Linked DNA regions of Mus musculus: all the other regions are linked to region 3. A link is a contact called in public Hi-C and HiChIP or PLAC-seq data. All regions are on one chromosome and are shown on one strand. The core of a region is the stretch at or near the end of the contact, and the rest is flanking DNA. Distances in the headings are between cores, read along the strand shown. Region 1 overlaps Cblb (Casitas B-lineage lymphoma b). Region 2 overlaps Cblb (Casitas B-lineage lymphoma b). Region 3 has its middle 260 kb from the start of Gm32431.

The links. A called contact is a pair of places that touch in the nucleus more often than the background predicts. HiChIP or PLAC-seq counts read pairs in DNA pulled down with a chosen protein or histone mark.
Region 1: a contact with region 3 is called in a Hi-C map of regulatory T cells, with 4 times the contacts expected there. The contact joins two enhancer-like sites. A contact is called at or near these places in 2 of 484 Hi-C or Micro-C datasets (Th1 cells and regulatory T cells) and 1 of 115 datasets of contacts at active chromatin or transcription factors (memory CD8 T cells).
Region 2: an H3K27ac HiChIP or PLAC-seq map of regulatory T cells shows a contact between it and region 3, with 9 times the contacts expected there. The contact joins two enhancer-like sites. A contact is called at or near these places in 1 of 15 datasets of contacts at CTCF or cohesin (pro-B cells), 2 of 484 Hi-C or Micro-C datasets (B cells and Th1 cells), 3 of 115 datasets of contacts at active chromatin or transcription factors (cardiomyocytes and regulatory T cells) and 1 of 9 other capture datasets (embryonic stem cells).

Annotation. Positions count from the first base shown.
Region 1 is chr16:52,080,363-52,083,597 of GRCm38.p6, reverse strand. All of the region lies in intron 3 of Cblb (Casitas B-lineage lymphoma b), which reads right to left. Among named protein-coding and RNA genes, the nearest start is that of Gm23513, 23 kb to the left of the region's middle. Within about 2 kb of position 1,582, at least 84 of the 459 cell types and tissues checked have an H3K27ac peak or open chromatin away from gene starts, as enhancers often do. A contact at or near this core is called in regulatory T cells, where this site is marked.
Region 2 is chr16:52,059,981-52,062,873 of GRCm38.p6, reverse strand. The region is part of intron 3 of Cblb (Casitas B-lineage lymphoma b); the gene reads right to left. Among named protein-coding and RNA genes, the nearest start is that of Cblb, 30 kb to the right of the region's middle. Within about 2 kb of position 1,458, at least 228 of the 459 cell types and tissues checked have an H3K27ac peak or open chromatin away from gene starts, as enhancers often do. A contact at or near this core is called in regulatory T cells, where this site is marked.
Region 3 is chr16:51,311,421-51,314,739 of GRCm38.p6, reverse strand. No RefSeq gene overlaps it. Among named protein-coding and RNA genes, the nearest start is that of Gm32431, 260 kb to the right of the region's middle. Within about 2 kb of position 1,544, at least 6 of the 459 cell types and tissues checked have an H3K27ac peak or open chromatin away from gene starts, as enhancers often do. A contact at or near this core is called in regulatory T cells, where this site is marked.

The sequences.
Region 1 (3,235 bases), core at 333-2,832, 770 kb before region 3:
CTGCTCAGCCTCGCTGCATATGCTGCTCAGCCTCAATGTATGTGCTCCTCATCCTCACTGCACCTGCCCCTCATTATCACTGAACATGCTATCCTTACTGCACCTGTTCCTCATCTTCACAGCACCTGTTCCTCATCCTCACTGCACCTGTTCTTCATCTTCACTGCATCTGTTCTTCATCCTCACTGCACCTGCCCCCCATCCTCACTGCACCTGCCCCCCATCCTCACTGCACCTGCCCCTCATCCTCACTGCACCTGCCCCCCATCCTCACTGCACCTGCCCCCCATCCTCACTGCACCTGCCCCTCATCCTCACTGCACCTGCTCCCCATCCTCACTGCACCTGTCCCTCTTCTTCAGTGCACCTGCACCTCATTCTCACTGTACCTGCTCCTCGTCCTTGCTGTTCCTCCTCTTCACTTGCTGTCTTTTGCCTCTGTACTGTTACATAACTGGTGATTCAGAGTCCATGGTCATTTATGTAAACCGCAGTCATATAGCCATCTATAGTCATCCCTCTGGCTACATTCTATTAACTATAATACAGTTTTCAAAATTCTTTCAGGACTATCTTTCTAAAGCACAGGTCAGAGAACTTCATTCATCACCTGAGGCAAGCGATGGCCTAATTTTTAAAAGTCTGTGTTTCTGAACATTCATTCTCACAAACTGAAAGCTATAACCATACTTTCCCTGACATCTCACTTGAAGACATCTGACCCAACCCACTGCTAAGGTATTCCCCCCATCTAAGACATATTAGAAGCCCTGTGTTTACAGCATTATAGCTTCACAATGCCAAATTCATGGTACTGTTGAGAGACCACTCATCTCCCAGCAAAGTCCCAGTCTCAGATGTTGGAACTAATCCTTCTGGGCCTGGGAGATCCCACAGTTTTGTCCAGAATTCTACCATTCCAGTTCCTTACGTTATATTCAAAGAATTGTCACTGGTGAATGCTCGTAAGGGGAAAAGGTATAAGAAAGGGAGGGGGAAATGAGAACAAAAGGGGATTCTTTAAGATAGGCAACAAGTGACAGGAATTACAACATCCCCAGAGTTGTCTGTACACAGCAGGCACTTGAGAAGATAAAGAGTTAAATGGTTGGTAAATTAAGAGCAAACCAAATAAAACTTGTTCTGGGTCTCAAACCTCAGAAGTTTGGGGAGGTTTTTTGTTTGTTTGTTTTGTTTGTTTTTTCTTTTCAGTTTACTGTAGCATGCGTTGAACTAAAGAAAGGACTTCTATGCCTGCACTGGTCAACACAGAGTCTTAGGAAAGAACCTACCGAGCTTAACTAAGGCAGGGAGTTACGGCTGAGTGGTAGAAAGGTGAACTAGCAAACACTACTAATAGCAAACAAACAAGCAAGCAAACAAAAGACACAGTCAGCATGCAGAGGAACCTGAGCACAACGAAACCAAATTCTCCACGGAAAGGTACTTCTATTCTCAAATATTCACTGACCACCACTTTAAACCAAAAGCATAATTTGTCACTTCACATAGTTTAATGAACTGATTCTGTAAGAGCTCTCTAAAGAGGAAGAGGCGGTGAGTGGGAGATCCTTATCTAGTGTCAGGAAGCGGATATTCTTTTTAAAGGTCACAGAGCTAGACCGGGGCTTGGCCCCTATCTAAGCTGTTCCAAACATCTGGCTGAAAAGCCACTCAGATATGAGAGTTGCCACAACCCTCACTAAAGCAGTTTGGTTAATTCTGAACTGAAAATTAATAGGAGAAAACTGCAGAAAAGGGATGTAAGATAACTTGGAGCTCATGCAAAATGCTGACCAATATCTTGGAATGTTTTGAAAACAAAATTGATTTTTTTCTCTCTCTCTTTTCCCAGTATAAAGCAATCCAAATGAGGCTGAGCTACAAAAGATATTCCTTGTTAGTGTTGAACAAGCACTATCAGTAATGCTTTACAGGTTTTGTATACAAAACCACATACGGTCAAGAGAGAAACGTTTCATCACAGATGACACTACTTTCAGTATTTTCTCATTTTTCTTTTAGCCAAACCTACTTTTGTAATCTAGAAGAATTTGAAAAAAAAAAGTATACAGGTCTATTCATTAGTAATTGCAATTTGCTGTGTGTTTAAAAACTAAAAGGAGAGGTATTTAATTTTCACTTCAATGTGTTATTATTCATATATTTAAAGATTTTTTTTTAAATCTTAAAAGAATAGGATCTTTCTGTTGTGGTTTTGTACAAACCTGATCCTCTGCAGCAGGCTGGAACACCCACGGCCACCTACCTGGTAGAGAGCTCGGGGGAGATGAGCTACCGCCCTCAGAGCAACCACCTCAGCAAAGTGTCCCTCCACTGCCACACAGGCACAAGCAGGGAGAAGAGGCCTGGGAGGAGGATCTCCACGCACCTCAGTCGGTACTTACTGTTACACTAGCACTGTGCGGCCGACAAGTGCACACCTTCTCTGTATACTTAGGACACATGACACCCAGAAGGAAGCTGCTTATAGAATCTCCCTGAAGGCCATTTTTGGTCCTCTAGCTATTTGGTCGAGATTAGGTTTTTAAACGTAAGTGTTATCAGCCTCCTTCATGAAGACCTTCTAAAAAATTCATTGGGAAAATATCTTGCACATAAGGGTGTCTGTGTGTGTGTGTGTGTGTGTGTGTGTGTGTGTGTGTGTGTGTGTGTGTGTGTGTAATTAAGATAATCTGCCAGCAGACATGAAGTGAAGTCACCTTCCTACAGCTCCAGCTTGTGGGAGACTGAAGCAGGAATGATTTGAGTTCAAGGTCAGCATGGGGTGTGGACAACAAGGCTGAGCAGATAACAGGATATATTGCTCTTATAGAGGACCCAGTTTGGTTAGGTTACCAACACCCATGTCAGGTAGCTCACATGTAACGTGCAACCCTGTAATACCAACTCCAAGGTATCAGGCACGCTCTTCTGACTCCACAGGCTCCTGCACACACACACACACACACACACACACACACACACACACACACACACATTCACAGACAAACACACTCTCATACACATAAATAAAAATAAAAGGCCAGCTAGAGCTACTACATCTTTTCCAGGTAAAAGGTTGGGATTTTTGCTTGTTTGTTTGTTTGGTTGGTTTTGTTTTGTCTTTCTTTTTAAAAAAAAAAAGTATACTTAAGGATTTAACAAAATATGATCAAGTTAAAATATTTAATGGTCTTCCTCCAAATCTTACATCATTACTAAAATTTAGCAA
Region 2 (2,893 bases), core at 209-2,708, 750 kb before region 3:
AGTGCACCCAGTCTCCCATTCCCTACAGTGCACCCAGTCTCCCATTCCCTACAGTGCACCCAGTCTCCCATTCCCTACAGTGCACCCAGTCTCCCATTCCCTACAGTACACCCAGTCTCCCATTCCCTACAGTGCTTAGCCATCGAACACTCAGAACCCAACAAAACATGTTCTCACGTGACTCCAACTTAGGAGTGCTTCTCTACGTCCTTAAATGTCTCCTGTGGTACACTTCTCTACCTGAGTCCAATCCATGCCCCGACAGGAGTGTTAACATTAGATCCAAAGTATTTCCTCACAAGCAGTCTTTCCTGACCCCCAGCTGGGTTCCAAGATCTTATCTGTGAAACCTTCTGACTTGAACACCCCTCAACAAAGTAGGACATCAAAGGTGTAAGACGGAGTTCAACGTCTAAACTATCAGCTAGGATGCTCCCACAAACACAAAATAAAGCTTAAATCCTAGGCACTGACTATTCAGAAGAGGCCTCACAGTTAGCTGTCAGGACTGGAGCAGCGAGCGTGAACTGGATCCACACCACACTAAGGAATGACAAGAGAGGGGTGTGGTGAACACAGCTTAGCCTTTGGCAAATGGATAATACTCGGAGGCACACAGAGACTCAGGGCAAATGCTTGAAATCTTTACAATCCATGAGTTCCAGCTCAGGTAGAGAAGCCGCTGGGTGATCTATGAAAATGCCGTGCATCCCCACTTCTGCCCAAGCTCCAGTGACCCGCAGTGAATTGGGAACTTTCTAAAATAACCCCTCGTTAAAGGTCATGGCTTGAGAGGCGGGACAGCAAACACAGTCTCACCCCTCACCCCATGAACTCGCCATCGCTGAAATACTAGATAAAAATGCTAGGTATTCAGGCCTTCTGGCTATTTTAATCCCCCATAAGAGACAGGCTGCAGTAAACGCGTATGCACTTGCTGTTAGGATGAAGCCATACACACAGCAGAGGTGGCAGCCAGACACTTTACATGGCGGGCAGTCATCGGAGCCAGCAGACATCTGTACTGACTCAAATCCAATGAGAATCTTGGTGGCCTAAGATCAATAGCATTTGCCTTTGTGTTTCACCTCCAAAGCTCCTGCTACTTCCTAAGGTTGGTGGTCTTGGCTGGGAAAGATGACAGTTTGCCTAAAACTGGGGGAGCGTCAGTGTTCTAAGGAAATGGGAAGAATGTTAGGAGAGGCTACCTGGGACACTTTCTCTTGAAGAATGGCGTCCCTGTCAAGCCCAGGGTCCCTGCCTCTGTCAAGTACAACAACCGTTGATGTCCCCATACGAATTAATGTAGGAGAGTCATCTGGGTCTGAAAGTACCGCTTTCAAAATGAAATGTTGATTTGGGAGTGTTTCCAACCTTGTTGGAATACACAAGATCCCCAACTCTAGAAGAGCAACGGGAACTTGAAAAGGGCAGTTCAGGTAGGTTCTCAAACCAGTCTGGGGAAATACCACAAACACGTCACCGAGACAATAATGAAACAAGAGAGCCAGCCTCTGACCTCCAGGGTTACAAGATGAGAAAAACAGTTTGGCATTTATTTTAAGGGCAAGTTTCAAAACCCAACACTGGCCTGAGAAACAGGAACCAATGCTGAGGCTTTCTTTACATAGAGGGACAGCAGCCAAACATAATGGTAACTTTGAGATAACTGACATCCTACACTGCATAACTGACAAAAACACACCAAGCCACCCCCTCCCTGGCATTATGAGTCAAAACAAACTGCTGACAAACGCAGACAGCTATGTGAGGGGGTGCAACAATAACAGAGAACACACAGGCCTCTGTTTGTCTTTCAAGTGTTACAAGTCAGCTTGTGATGGGAGAACACAGCAGCTATTTCTTTAAAAGGCTGTTTACACATTGAAAACGTCTCAGATGTTCCTCAAAGCCACTTTGCTTATACAGAAGAAAAGGAGGGGGTAGGCATAGTTAGCAAGAATGCCAGAGCCAAGCCTCCAAGAATGCCTTTTAAAAGGAATAAAGGGGAAAGAGACACTAAGAAGGTACAAGAGAACTTTCCCGAACATCTAACGGAATTCTCACATCATATCCTACACATCAAGAAATTCTATCAACAGCAATGCAGGATAGTTTCCAGAACACGATGCCTGCTACTCTAAGGGGGATCTGGAGCAGGGAAGACCAACCATGTTCTGTCAAGGCGAACCACGAGTTATGATCAAGGACCTTTGTCAATAATGCAGACCAAACAAAACCACGTTATTCATGTCGAAAGCGCACATTTGGAGGATTCCCCAGTTGTTGTAAGCTGGTATATTTAGGGTCATGAGCGCAGCACAGAACAGAAACAAAAAGTCTTTAAGGAAATGTTAATATAAGAATTTAAAGGAAGTGAAAACAGCTCGCAGGGGTTCAGAGAGCCAGCCACTGAGTGGGAGAGCTGTGAATGCTCACTGCGCATGCGCACGGGGCATGCAGGAGCAGGCAGAGGCGCTGTGTGTAACCACCTCTAACTTTTCCACAAACGTTACTTCACTAAAGATAGACACACAGTTAAGACAGCGCCCTGAATTGTGACTACTCTGCAATAAACAGCAGTGATATTAATCTATTTACCCACGTGCCTTTCTTTTAAAATAACTGGCCCCGGAACTGGCCCCGGCTGCCAAATCTCAGGAAGGTGGCATTGTTTATCCACAAGTTCTAAATGACCGACTTTAGACTTTTTGCTAGTTTCCAATGTGAAATTTTACCTTTTACCTCTTTCCAAGCAATAGAAGCTCTTTATCTAGATTAAATCAAGATTTTCAAATAATAATATGGAAATTGGGAGAAATAGCAACTATTATATGTATCTGCCAAGTCTGAACACTGTTTTGAATACTATGTGGAAATACACAGAAGTGAC
Region 3 (3,319 bases), core at 295-2,794:
TTAGGGAAGTGTTTCCCAAGGAATGGAAAATATCAACTCCAGGTGACCTAAAAGCAGAGGTCACCATACTCATAGGCAATTTATAGCTAGAGGTGGCAGTGGAAGTATCTAGTATGTTTTGACTTCTAGCTACCTTTGGTAAGTGAGCCCTTTATGCACTTTCACATAACATATTATAACCATGTCACCAGCTGTTTCTGTTTCAGAAAACTTGAATATTCTTTCCCAAATGTTTCACTCTTCATCATCACAATTTTCCTTAGAGTGTTTTTTTCTTTCTTGGGCCACTGTTTCCTAGGCTGGTACTGTAGTTCATCTGTGAGAATTATGAATCGATCATAGCATAGCCCATAGAGGAAAGCCGCTTCAACTTCAGTAGATCTGGACAGACGAATCAGTCAATCTCCCTGAATCTCGTGTGTTAACGGGGAAAACTGAATGTATTGCACACATTTATGAAACCATTCAAGAGGAAAATCAATAAAAGTTGTCCAATTATTATGATATACAATGAATTCTGTAGTATTCTTTTATATTTCCATAACAAATTTTGGTGAGGACCTATCTAAAACATTTTGTCTCGTTAATCTTTTCTGGCTAATGATTTGAAAAGCAGACCTTAAGGTATGACATAGACTATAGAGATTTAGGGGATATAAGGCAATCGGAGTACCTAAGCATACTTGGCATTTCTGACAAGCTATTGGCTCTAGCGTTTGATTAGTCTAAATTCAGTCTAAGAACAGCCTCATCCCCAGGGGTAGAAGATGCTTTCCCATTCTTCAGATTAGCATCCTCAACAATTAAAAGATACAACAAAACAACACAGAACAAATACAACCTTGTTACCTTGTTAGTACCCATTTTCTAAAGAACCAAGTGCTGGAAGTTTCTAGTACTTTATAGGAGGTTATTATGGAAGGAAAAATTAGCGTGTGGCTCCAATATTTCAGCAGTAACAAAAATGTTTAGAGAACAAATATGCTTCATATTTTTTTTGTGAACATAGTATTAGGCTATCCCCCCTCTTCCCTCCACAGTATCATGGTGACCAACTGCACAGAAATTTTTGTTTGAGAATGTTTTTGTTTGAGAATGGTGTGCACGCAATGTTGAAAGAGAGGGTATCACAATTCACAAACAATGCTGAATAAAGTCCTTTTCTCCAAAGTACAAATTTATTTGTGTATGTGGTGGAAGCTTATACGTTTTAAAAGTGGTTCTCAAGAAGGCCAAGTAGACACTAACCTCACCTAGTGGCTAAACCGCTTTCTTTTCCATTGATTTCTCTTGTAATTTCTAAATTCATAAAAAAGTAAAGATTAAGCAATAACATTCAAAAACACTGGAGGCGTAACTGCAGCTAACTGAGGAAGAAACATTGTAACAGCAATAATAATAGATGAAAATTGGTCCTCGTGATAATGACCAGTGAGTGCCCATGCAGACGTTTGCCAGCCAGATACTGGGTTTCCTATAGTTCAGGGCAGAAACACACAGCCTGTAACCCTTGATGACAATAATACTTCCTGCTATGTCGCACATTCAGCTTCAGATCTGCATAGCTCTGAGTAAGAAAGAAACAAGAGGGACAGTATGGGTTACAGTTAACTACAAACCTCGGGAGCAGTTTTTGCATTGTCACCCACCCAGCACCCACAAATTGGTTTAATTCCATACACACCACTCTCAGGCTGAATAGTCCACCATATCTCTCATTTTCCAGTCCCAGTGGAGTGTTTTTCTGCCCTTTCCTAGAAAGTGTTAGCTCTTCTGTCTACCTAGTATTTCAGATTCCAATAAGATAAGTGCTATTTAAGAGTGACTGCAGTGGCTCTTAAAGATATGTCTAATACTAATTACTGACATGGGCTTCAAATCTCCTGAGGGACAGCTACTGCTCTATTCTGCTTTGTAATTGCAAAGAATGCCTTCATGTTCTAATAAGTATCCAAAGAGTTTTTCTGGATGAAGCCAATCTCCAATGCCTGAAAATGCAGCACTTCTTAAGATTCTGAATCTAGCCATGAAATAAGGTCTCAGTAATAAGTGAATGAATTCACCCAAGCTAAATGGGCCCGGTGTGGTCATTGTGTAACCAGGAACATCAGGCAACATGTATAGCTTAGGATGTTTTAGGTCAATGCAAGTTAAGAATTGCCAGCTCACCCTAGCTTAACATGGGGCATGTTTACTTGGCAAATGCTCAATATGAGTTTTCTGCATTTCATTTCAGCATGATGACTTCATAGCTCGATTCTAAACACCACACATGTGAAAAAAGCACACAGCACTTGTGTTCATGACCACTGGCTAAAGAAAACCATGATGCCATATCTCAGTGTAGGGGAATGTGACAGTAGGAAACCTATCTGTACCTAGAACAAGAGTAGGAAATACTCAGTAAATAGTAACCTTAATGATTATTTTAACATCAATTCATTTGGTGACTAAGACCTGATTACTGACATCTTATTTCAGTTTCTGTATTTCCCCAACTTTTACTTACTTTATAATATCATCATTCAGTAGGGTCATAAATGGGACTTTTATCTTTGGTCAACAACCCCTACCCTACAAACCCTACCACATAACTGATTACTTCATTTCATACTTAAAAGATTCTTCTCAAATGTTTTTTTTCTGTTATTATCTCTACCTTAATTTCTACTCTTCCATAGCCACCCTAAATTTCTTTTTTTTAAAATAGGTTCTCAGCCTACATACTTTCTAACCCATGCTAGTAAAAATACTGCAGCCTATATTTTATCTCTCTATATATTTTATTCTCTTTTATGGCAGTTATTAATATGAAATGTCATTTTTTTAAATAAGGTAACATCTCTAAAAGTAAAATGTAATTGTGGTAGAAACAGTAATACAGCATTTAATATTTCTGTCTTCATATGTCCTCAGATTTGTCATTAACTAGAGTCTGACTAGTAGAAACATTGGTTTGATTTTTTTTATTACGTATTTTCCTCAATTACATTTCCAGTGCTAGCCCAAAAGTCCCCCACACCCTCCCCCCCCACACTCCCCTACCCACCCATTCCCATTTTTTGGCCCTGACGTTCCCCTGTACTGGGGCATATAAAGTTTGCCTGACCAATGGGCCTCTCTTTCCAGTGATGGCTGACTAGGGCATCTTTTGATACATATGTAGCTAGAGTCAAGAGTTCTGGGGTACTGGTTAGTTCATAATGTTGTTCCACCGATAGGGTTGCAGATCTCTTTAGCTCCTTGGATACTTTCTCTAGCTCCTCCATTGGGGGCCCTGTGATCCATCCAATAGTTGACTGTGAGTATCCACTTCTGT